Linked DNA regions of Pan troglodytes: region 2 is linked to region 1. The links are chromatin contacts, called in public HiChIP or PLAC-seq maps. All regions are on one chromosome and are shown on one strand. The core of a region is the stretch at or near the end of the contact, and the rest is flanking DNA. Distances in the headings are between cores, read along the strand shown. Region 1 holds the start of KIAA1549L (KIAA1549 like). Region 2 holds the start of CD59 (CD59 molecule).

Region 1 (4,842 bases), core at 1,487-3,986:
GGGGTGGGTGGAAGTAGACTGGGGACACACTGCAGAGTCTCCAGGACAGGAAGGTGCTGAACAATTGCTACAGAATTTTCCAGAAACAAATCTATGTTTGTCCATTTTTCAACCAAGACAAATGTCTGGCTTAACCTTCCTTAAACAACAAGGGAGAGCAGCCATGTAAATGATGGGACTGTAGCAAGCCAGCACTTTGAGTAAGATCTCAGACATCTCAGGGTCGGACGCATTCTACAATGAGTGGCAACACCAAACCGCAGCGACTCCTCAGAAAAAGTTCCAAACTAGGTTGTTTGCAGAAAGTCAAAGGCCCCAGAAATTGTCATTCATTCTCCTCCCTCCCTCCTGACACCACTTCTTCCCACAAACCCCTTAGGATGCCCTGCATTAGGCCCAGGACTCACCTACCCCGGGGTGAAACTGCCTCCAGTGGAAATCAGAGAACAAATGAGAGCAGGTAGGAGGTAAGAGTTACACACAGGGAACCCAGTGTTTAACCCTTCCACTGAGTCATGGAATTGAATCAGTGGCAAAACCCACAGAAAACCATGGAGCTCAGAGGTGGACTGTGAATCCACAGGTGGGCTGGACCACGGGAAGCTGGTCATAAAGGGGGACAGCAGAAAGTGCATCCAAAAAGCATAGAGGAAGCAACGAGTCGCTCGGATGAGACGGAGAAAGACGGAGAGGACTCTGGGGAGGAACATCAACTTTTAATGATTTTTACCATCACTGTAATCAAAGCATCTTTCCCAGCCCCGTATCCCCATGACCACCACACTGAAAGGAAAAAGAAAGAGGACACCAGGGCTAAACCCAAACAATGTGGATGAGAAGTCCCCTAAGTCAGGCTCTGGCGGTCTGAAAGAGGAGCCAAGGAAAGTCAGGGAGGTTCAGAAGGCTCAAGGTACAAAGGTCAGAAGGGAAATCAGAAATTCAAAACTGATCCGAGGAAATCACCCAACATCAGGCTGAACAGGAACAACACATGAAAGCCAGTTTCACATATTACAGATGGCTGAACAAATGAACATCATCCCAAAGCAAACATCTCATAAGCAGTTCACAAAAACGACCAAGGACTTGATATCCTTTAATCAAAAACAGGATGTATGTTTCTGAGCCAATGAATACCAAGGTATTTACGTGGGTCTTTCTCAGGCCTTATCTTTTAACAATTATGCCAAATACACATCACTAAAAACTGCTACAGGCATAAAAATCGGGGGCTAAAATTCGTCAGAGGTTTTTCTCAAGTCTGAGGCACACATCCAAAGATTCCTGAACTTTGTAACCACTATAATCGCAATAGAAAATTATCTGACAGTAACTCGCAAGCACAAGCACCACCTGTCCGTGACTCTTTAAGTGAATCGAAGGAAAATGGGCTCTGAATTAAGCTGCTGAAGACGAGAAATATTTTTAACTTAAAACTCTCTTATCTAAAACAATGTCAGCCCCTTTACAATTAGGAATTTTAATCTAATTTGGGGGAGGGGGTACTCTGAGAAAGAAGAAGTCATTAGTCCTTGCTAAAAAATGCAAAACTACAGGAACACATTATCTGAAGTGAGAAATATATTCCTTGATAAGGCAGTGTATCAAGAGCTCAGAATTTCGTCAGAAACACAAAAGCCTGCCCTTTCCAAGTGCAGGCAGTAATCATTATTATTTCCAGGACAACTGCTTACTGCACAGCTTAAGTTTTGAAGCACACTTAGCAGAAAAATCCACCCCCACCTAGAATACTTACAACAGATTTCTCAAAATTGTCCAAGGAATTACAGAAATCTATTTCCTGGGGATTGCTGGAAGTCTACAAGCCAAGCATGACTATTTTTAACTAACCTGCAAACAGTGGATTATATACTTAATGAGCGCCTGCATCCCTTTGCAAGGTGCAAGCAATTATTGGAGAGACCTCCTTCCCAAAAGAAAAGGGTTCCGCTATCAACACAGGAGAAACTGTGTTGATATTTGGGAAGCCGACACGCGGATTGCCTAAAACTCTCTAGCCATTTCATGCAGCTAAGACAAAGTGGACACTCAACAGAGAGCCCAAAATACCAGGGACTTTGCCACCCTGAAACGTGTTCTAATGATACATTTCCCGTTTAAGGTGTCCTAAACACACATCTTTCTCTAAATAAAGCGTGCCTGCGGGACCACTAGGAAGGTTCTACAACTTGTCCAAAAAGAAGAGGCGATTGCACCTTTTTTTTTCTTCCCCGCCCAAAGTGCCTTCCCGAAAGACAGATTTCTGACAGTTCGCCTGCTGTTGCAGCAGTAAAGGGCGGAGAGAATCCCAGAGCCGGTGTTGCCAATACCTCTCCACCGCCACCTGGGCAGGTATGGGTCCCGTCCCGCCGCCCCGCTCCTCCAGAAACCTCCGCGGACGCCCCGCCGCCGAGCGCTTACCCGGGTCGGCCTGGCCGTGCTCCAGGAGGGCCGCCAGCAGCAGGAGTCCCAGCAGCAGCGTCGGTGGCCGCGGGGGCGCATCGTGGGACGCGCCGGCCCCGGGGCCCCTCACGCCCGTGCAGCGCGCGGCTCCCCAGCCAGCCCGACCAAGCCCACGCGCCACGGGCCGGCCCCCGCGCCCCCGCGTCGCGGGCCCAGCTTCCCTTGAGCCCTGAGGCTTGGCCTCCTGCGGAGCCATGGGGACGCTTCACACATCCAGGCCGCTGCCTCGCTCTGCACCGCGCCAGGGAGCCCAGCCCTCGGCGCCCCGGTCCTCACCGGGCATCGCCGGCCACGGCCCGGGCGCCAGAGGGAGGGGGCGCCGAGCGGCGCGACTGGCTCGCTCGTCCTGCCGCGCCCGGGGCGGGCTCCAGGGAGCCGCGGCTTCACCCGCGCAGGGGCCGGGCCCGCATGGAGCCGCGGCGGGCGCGGGCCGGGGTTCCCACGGTGCCTGTCGCCGCGCGCCGGCGCGATTGGGGTGGCGAGGGTGGGACGGGCGCCGCCCGGGGCCCGCTCCCCCGGGCCGGCTCCTGCAGAACTAGGGGGCGAGGCTGCCGGGAACGGGGGTGGCGGCCGCGGGGCGCGCTCGGGTCCCTCCCTCCCGCCGCCGCTGCAGCCTCGGCGCCCCGCTGTCCTGGCTCCTCGCTCCTCGCTGGGCTTCGGGTTCCAGCCCCGGCTCCGGCTCGGGTTCCCGGGCCGCGAGTGCTACCGCAGCTCAGAGCGGCGCCTCATTGACAAAGAAAGCACGTAGCCTCCGGATCGGGCGAGGAGGCGAGGCCGGCGCGCGCGCGCAGCCCCGCGCGGAGCCACCGCGCGCTCCCCGCTCCCGCGCGCCCGGCCGGGCTCGAGACCCAGGAGGGGGACCCCTCCCGGCGGCTCCCGCGCAGCTGAGGTCCTTAAAGGGAGGGCTTCCCTCCCCTCCTGTCCCCCCTCTAGAGAAGGGAAGGTTGGCGGGAGAGAGGTCGTCTGGCCGGGGAGGGGGGTCATGGTCAACGTGCCCAAGCGGCAGGAAAGCTCTTCCGCCTGGATTTTGGGAAAGCTCTTTGTAGAAGGGCGGGCGCGCTTTGTGCTGTTTGTTCACTACTTCTCCGAGGGGCCAACGGACACCTGCATGCCAGTTTACCCCTGAGGAGCTCAAGCGGCTGTGGGCTAGTTGCAATAACACGCTGGATTAAAACACATTATAAATATTTGTTGCAGCCACACTACGTGCAAAGCATTACACTGCGCACTGGGAAGACTGGGGGAAGTTTTTCCAAAAAAGTCTGTTCCCCCAAACAGGAGAGTCAGGCAGCTCCTGCTCAGAGGGACAAAAGGCCCAGGCGTCACCTGAGTTGGTCCCCTGCTCTTCGCCCTTGATAGCCTTGATGGCCTTAGCAAGTGACCTGGCTCATAGGCGCCTCATCCATCCCCAGTCACTGAGTATCTATTACGGGCCCGCTGTTTGCCAGCATCTGTGTTAGGCACTGAGGATACAAGCAGCGGGGAAACACACACGTCCTTGACCCGGTAAAGCTCAGACGCTATTCACTCAACAATCCTTATTGACTGCCTGCGATGTGCCAATGACAACAGCCATAAACAAAATCCCTGCCCTAGTGGGGGTTCACCCGCAATAAACAAATAAGTAATAGAATATTAGACTGGTAAATGCCGTAAAGAAAAATCAGTGTAAAAGAATGAAACGTGGGGAGGGGGTGTTGCAAATGTTAAACATTGTGAAGAAAGGCCTCGCTGAGAAGGTGACGTTTGAGCCAAGATCTGAAGGAGGTGAGAACAAGCCATGCGCGAAGAGCATTCCAGATACAGGGAACCAAAAAGGCTAACATCCCGGGGCAGAGCGTGCCTGGTGTGTTAGGGCACAGCAACTTAACCAGGGGATCTGGAAAAGTGTTAGGTTCTAGTTATTGAGCATCTGCAGGATAGAAATAACACCACATTTCATCTAAGACACATACTTTTCACATGTTAACTTTTCAGAAGTCAGGTGTGTTCTTATAATATGTCTAAGATTTGTTGAAATATAGTAATGCCTTGTTGGGGGTTATGATTTAATTTTGTTCTTTAATTAAACTAGTTGGGCTGTTTTGGGTTGTGTTAAGAAACTTGCAGTCTGGCCTGGCACTGTGGCTCACGCCTGTAATCCCAGCACTTTGGGAGGCCGAGGCAGGCGAATCACCTGAGGTCAGGAGTTTGAGACCAGCCTGGCCAACATGGTGAAACCCTGTCTCTACTAAAAATACAAAAATTTGCCAGGTGTGGTGGTGCATGCCTGTAATCCCAGCTACTTGGGAGGCTGAGGCAGGAGAATTGCTTCAACCCGGAAGGCAGAGGTTGCAGTGAGCCAAGATTGCACCACTGCACTCCAGCCTGGGCAACAGA
Region 2 (4,842 bases), core at 815-3,314, 360 kb before region 1:
AACTAGGAGAGAGTGGCATCTCAGAAGCCAAGCGTGTCAAGGAAGGAATAGCTAATAGGATGTGTGTAAGGTAAGTACACGAAAGAGCTTTGGAATCCATCTTAGGAAATATACAGTATTAGCTGTTTTAAGGAGACATGCTTTAAATATCAAAGCAAGTCATCCTGATTTAAAAAACTCCCATTTGTATAGAGGAACACCAGGATTTGAGCACCACCAAATGGAACTCATTCCCTGACATCCCCAAGCCATCAGAATAACAGTAGAAGCGTTACCAAACACCGCATATTCTCACTCATAGGTGGGAATTGAACAATGAGATCACATGGACACAGGAAGGGGAATATCACACTCTGGGGACTGTGGTGGGGAGGGGGGAGGGGGGAGGGATAGCATTGGGAGATATACCTAATGCTAGATGACGAGTTAGTGGTGCAGCGCACCAGCATGGCACATGTATACATATGTAACTAACCTGCACAATGTGCACATGTACCCTAAAACTTAAAGTATAATTAAAAAAAAAAAAGCGTCAAGACAGTTACTATATGATTTTCCCTGCAAGACATTCAGTAATCTATGATTCCCCCGGCTTAAATTTTATCTCATGCCTTCTTCCCTGACCAGTTCAACACAAGCAGCCCTGAGATGTAATATCTTCTCACCCTGACCCTCAAAGTGTGTCTCATGCTTTCTAACAGAGGCCATCCTCTTGGAGGAAGACTTGTACTTTTGGCCTGTAGCCCCACCCTCCCTCCTATAGCGTTCTTACAGTCAGTTCTGCAGTGAGTGGGACACTTTCCAAATATAATAGCAAATGGAAACTTCTAATTACATCTGCACATAAAACTAATGTTCCAAATGGTGGTTGCGGTTCTGGTGAGTGCTTATAATTTTTTGTTACCTCAGCATCCATTTTCGAATATGTTTAACTTTTAATAACAGAAGCAAGTCTCAGTCACCATTGACAGTTTCCAGTACTACACCCCACGCAAATGGCTCTAGCTGGTGGCCAGAGATAAACATGCAGTGATGTGATAACAGGGCACTACTGCAGCTTCAAACTCTGGTTCAAGTTCCTCCCACCTCTGCCTTTTCACCTGCTTGCTTTAAATCCACCAGTTAGAGCTCTCCAGAGGAAACTTAACTGGATAAAGTTGCTGGCCCAAAGGTCCGTCCCTCCCTTCCTTCTCCCTGTGCTCCCTGATCTCCGTGTGTGTGTGTGTGTGTGTGTGTGTGTGTGTGTGTGTGTCCTCTAGGCAAGCTGTGTACCACCCAGGGTCCGTAAGTACTAAAAACTCTTAAACTTTCACACCGCTGTGTTATTGAAACCATGCCTACAATCCAGTCCCTGAGGGCGAGGCCACCCTGAAGGGACAGACTCATGCAGGCGGATCCCCTGCTCTTGCTCTTCTGTCCCTGCCTCTGGTGGCTGCTGGGGAACAGTAGCTACCAGCTAAGTTGATAGAGACACTCGAAGAGGTTCATTCAAAACACTGGTCCCCGAGCAGCCCAGTAAGCTTTTAAACGCATAACATTTTGTTTGGGTCTCAAACAAGTCACAAGGCACGGATACGGATGCGGCTGTGGCTGATGGCTATTTGGATGCTGCCCAAGCCTCGCAGTAGGAAGCAGCTTCAGACTACAGCAGGGCCGCATAGGCCGATAGCCAGGCCCTGGGGCACCCAGGGCACCAGCAAGACGCACAGAAACGTTTTGGAAAACATTTTAATATACTTAAAAAAACGTAAAAGGGAAAATCAGAAGTCTTTGGAAGTTTCCTACTGTTTTTATGTCCCATAGCAAATCCGAGGAGGACGCCCCAAACTTTCAGTTCCCTGGGGTTTTGAAGGTGCTCATTGGGTCCTGGCCACCCGGCCTTCTCAGAACCTGGGCCAGGAGGCTGAGCTCCGCGCGGGGGTGGAGGGAGAGGAGGAGGGTCCTGCCGAGGCGCGGCTGCGCGGTGCGGGAGCCCGGAGCCTGGGACGGCAAGGGCATCCTGAGGGGCGGGGCCGGGGGCGGAGCCTTGCGGGCTGGAGCGAAAGACTGCGGGGGCTGAGCGCAGAAGCGGCTCGAGGCTGGAAGAGGATCCAGGGCGCCGCCAGGTAAGAAGGCCCGAAGGCCTGCTGGGGTTTGGGTGAGCCGAGCCGAGGTGGCGGCGGCAGTCTGGGCCCGGGCGGAGGGTCTGTGGGGGCTACCCCCGTCCTCGCTTTCCACTCGACCCCTGCCGGGCGAGCCTCCCGAGGCCTGGCCCTTCCAACCCGTCACCGCTGCCCGGTGTCCTAGCCGAACGCTGGCTTCATTTTATCTACGAGGAAGGAGAAACGGGGAGCGCGCCCTCTCCCAGAAGCAGCCCCGTTACCCCCGTCGCGCCCCCCATTCCCTCGGGGGCAGCCTCGCACCCGGGCCCCTGCCATCGCTTTCCTCTCAAGGGAAGCTCTAGCGGTTCAGAGAAAGTGCGCCGGGGGAAAGGCCAGCCCTCCGTGGTCACCGCGGTTCCTCTCTCCCCTCGCGGTCTAAATGTGTAATTTTGAAAAGCAGGTGTCGGGCGAAACAGACTTTTTTTTTTTTTGAGATGGAGTTTCGCTGTTGCCCAGGCTGGAGTGCAGTGGCGCGATCTGGGTTCACCGCAACCTCCGTGTACCGGGTTCAAGCGATTCTCCTGCCACAGCCTCCTGAGTAGCTGGGATTACAGGCATGCGCCACCATGCCCGTCTAAATTTTGTATTTTTAGTAGAAACGGGGTTTTCCCGTGTTGGTCAGGCCGATCTTGAATTCCTGACCTCGTGATCCGCCCGCCTCCGCCTCCCAAAGTGCTGGGATTACAGGTGTGAGCCACCGCGCCCGGCCGAAACGGACGTTTTAAGTACAACGTGATGTTTTGTTTTCTTGGGTCGGCTCGGGCCGCACGCTTCTTAGAGTCTGACTGCTGACTTTTCAAAAAACAACATTAACCCGGGAGGCTGAGGTAGCGGTGAGCCGAGATCGCGCCATTGCCCTACTGCCTGGGCAATTAAGAGCGAGACTCCGCCTCAAAAACGAACAAACCCCACAAAGAACAAACAAACAAAAAAACCAACATTAGGCAGTGTGCCTTTTATGGCCGTTTAGTGATACCCAGGCTCTTCACTGGTCATTTCTGGAAGTATTTAACAGCACTTGATGGGTAAAACAATAGGCTTCACTTCACAGGGTGGTTGAGATGATTGACGGAAAGCGCTCAGCACAAACGCGGCGGCTGCTGATTATTTCAGGTACCCTGCGATCCCTGAGCAGTTGTTCAAGTTCTCCACTCCTGGCGGTTTACTCCCAGTTCCCTGAAGAAGGCACAGAGCCCCGAATGTTGAGGGAGATGGCAACGTTTGCCAAAATGTGGCTATTTACGTGGCAGTTTATGAAGGAGAGGCAGAAAGGGAGGCTGCCTCCCCTACAAGCCAAACAGTCCTAAAACTTGTGGCCTCTGTATTTTCACAGTGGAAACTAGAAACTGTTTGCTGAACTTAGCTCTAAGAAAAACATCCCATTAGCTGAGTGGCTTAGGAGATAAAAGCCTAAATAAAATGGATCTTAGGGTGAGAGAGTGGGGTGCCTAATGGCATTCATCTTTGACAGCTGCTGGTAGAAGCTCTTGAAAAGTAGAGCATGGAAAATTCTGGGCCACCTCTTTAAGAACCTCAGCCAAACCGCCACAGACATTACCAAGCCCAGAAGTGCTTGAGGCTTTCTAAAGGCAAAGACTTCTTTTTACTTATGTCCTATATCTTAGGAAACATATTCACTAAACCTTGGTTTTGCATGTGTACTTAACACGGGAGGGGCCGTGAGTGCAGAGATAGGACTCTTTGGAGAGTTAGGGATTGGCATTCCGGAACAAACTGCAGGAAAGGCCGTTGTAGGGGAAGCTGCAGATTTGTTTGGTCCAAAGAGTTCTGGCCTAATAAGTGGGAGCTGACCAATGAGAACACTTGGACACAGGGAGGGGAACAACACACACTGGCGCCTGTCGGCAGGTGGGGTGGGTGGGGATAGAGCATTAGGAAAAACAGCTAATGCATGCTGGGCTTAATACCTAGGTGATGGGTTGATATGTGCAGCAAACCACCATGGTACACGTTTACCTATGAAACAAATCTGCACATCCTGCACATGTACCCTAGAATTTATATATATATCACACAAAGAGTTTTGGAGTGGTTATTCCTGGCATGAGAACCTTGGCTGGATTGGAAAGCCTTTTCCGTTATGATGGTTGTTTTCTCTTTGTCTCTTCCTGCTGATGTAATTTGTTCCGTGAACTGAGTGATGGATATTTGTCTGGGCGCTTCAACAGGCATGGCTAGAGCAGGTATTGTGTATGTCTCCAAGGTGACACGCAGACCTGGAGTTCAAAAGCTCTAGTTCTCTGACATTGCTGACACTAGGTATCTTGTGAGTTGCCAGCCCCTGGCGAATAGAAACAAGATCCATCCAGGGTGGTTTTGCGACTAACATGTTGCCTTGGGACAGGTAATTTCATCCCACTGGGCCTCCACTAATTTCCTATAAAATAAAAACATTGGGTTTTATTTTGAGGACACTTCTAGCCTTAAAATTCTTCAGTCTGTAAGGCCTCAGGCTCCTAGGAGGAGTAACCATACTCATGGGCAACTGTGAATCTTGTGGAAACACCACTGATGTCAAATCTCTTCTCTAGTGACCTCAGCTTAACTAATGTATTTCAGAAGCTGAATTTCTAAGAAGTCTCCCGTCTCCCCACTAGAGTTTAACTATGGTTCACTCAGAGCTTAGACCTGGGTTTAAATGCTGTTCTACCAGTTTCCAGTTCAGAGGTTGCTATAATAA

Evidence for each region. HiChIP or PLAC-seq counts read pairs in DNA pulled down with a chosen protein or histone mark.
Region 2: an H3K4me3 HiChIP or PLAC-seq map of stem cell-derived excitatory neurons shows a contact between it and region 1, with 4 times the contacts expected there. The contact joins the promoter of CD59 here to the promoter of KIAA1549L in region 1. A contact is called at or near these places in 2 of 7 Hi-C or Micro-C datasets (blood and stem cell-derived neural progenitor cells) and 1 of 1 datasets of contacts at active chromatin or transcription factors (stem cell-derived excitatory neurons).

What each region holds. Positions count from the first base shown.
Region 1 is chr9:37,381,161-37,386,002 of NHGRI_mPanTro3-v2.0_pri, reverse strand. It overlaps KIAA1549L (KIAA1549 like), which reads right to left and starts at 2,736. Exons shown (of 21, transcript XM_054661274.2): 1 at 2,422-2,736. The coding sequence starts at 2,659.
Region 2 is chr9:37,741,676-37,746,517 of NHGRI_mPanTro3-v2.0_pri, reverse strand. CD59 (CD59 molecule) reads left to right here and starts at 2,064. Exons shown (of 4, transcript NM_001280485.1): 1 at 2,064-2,105.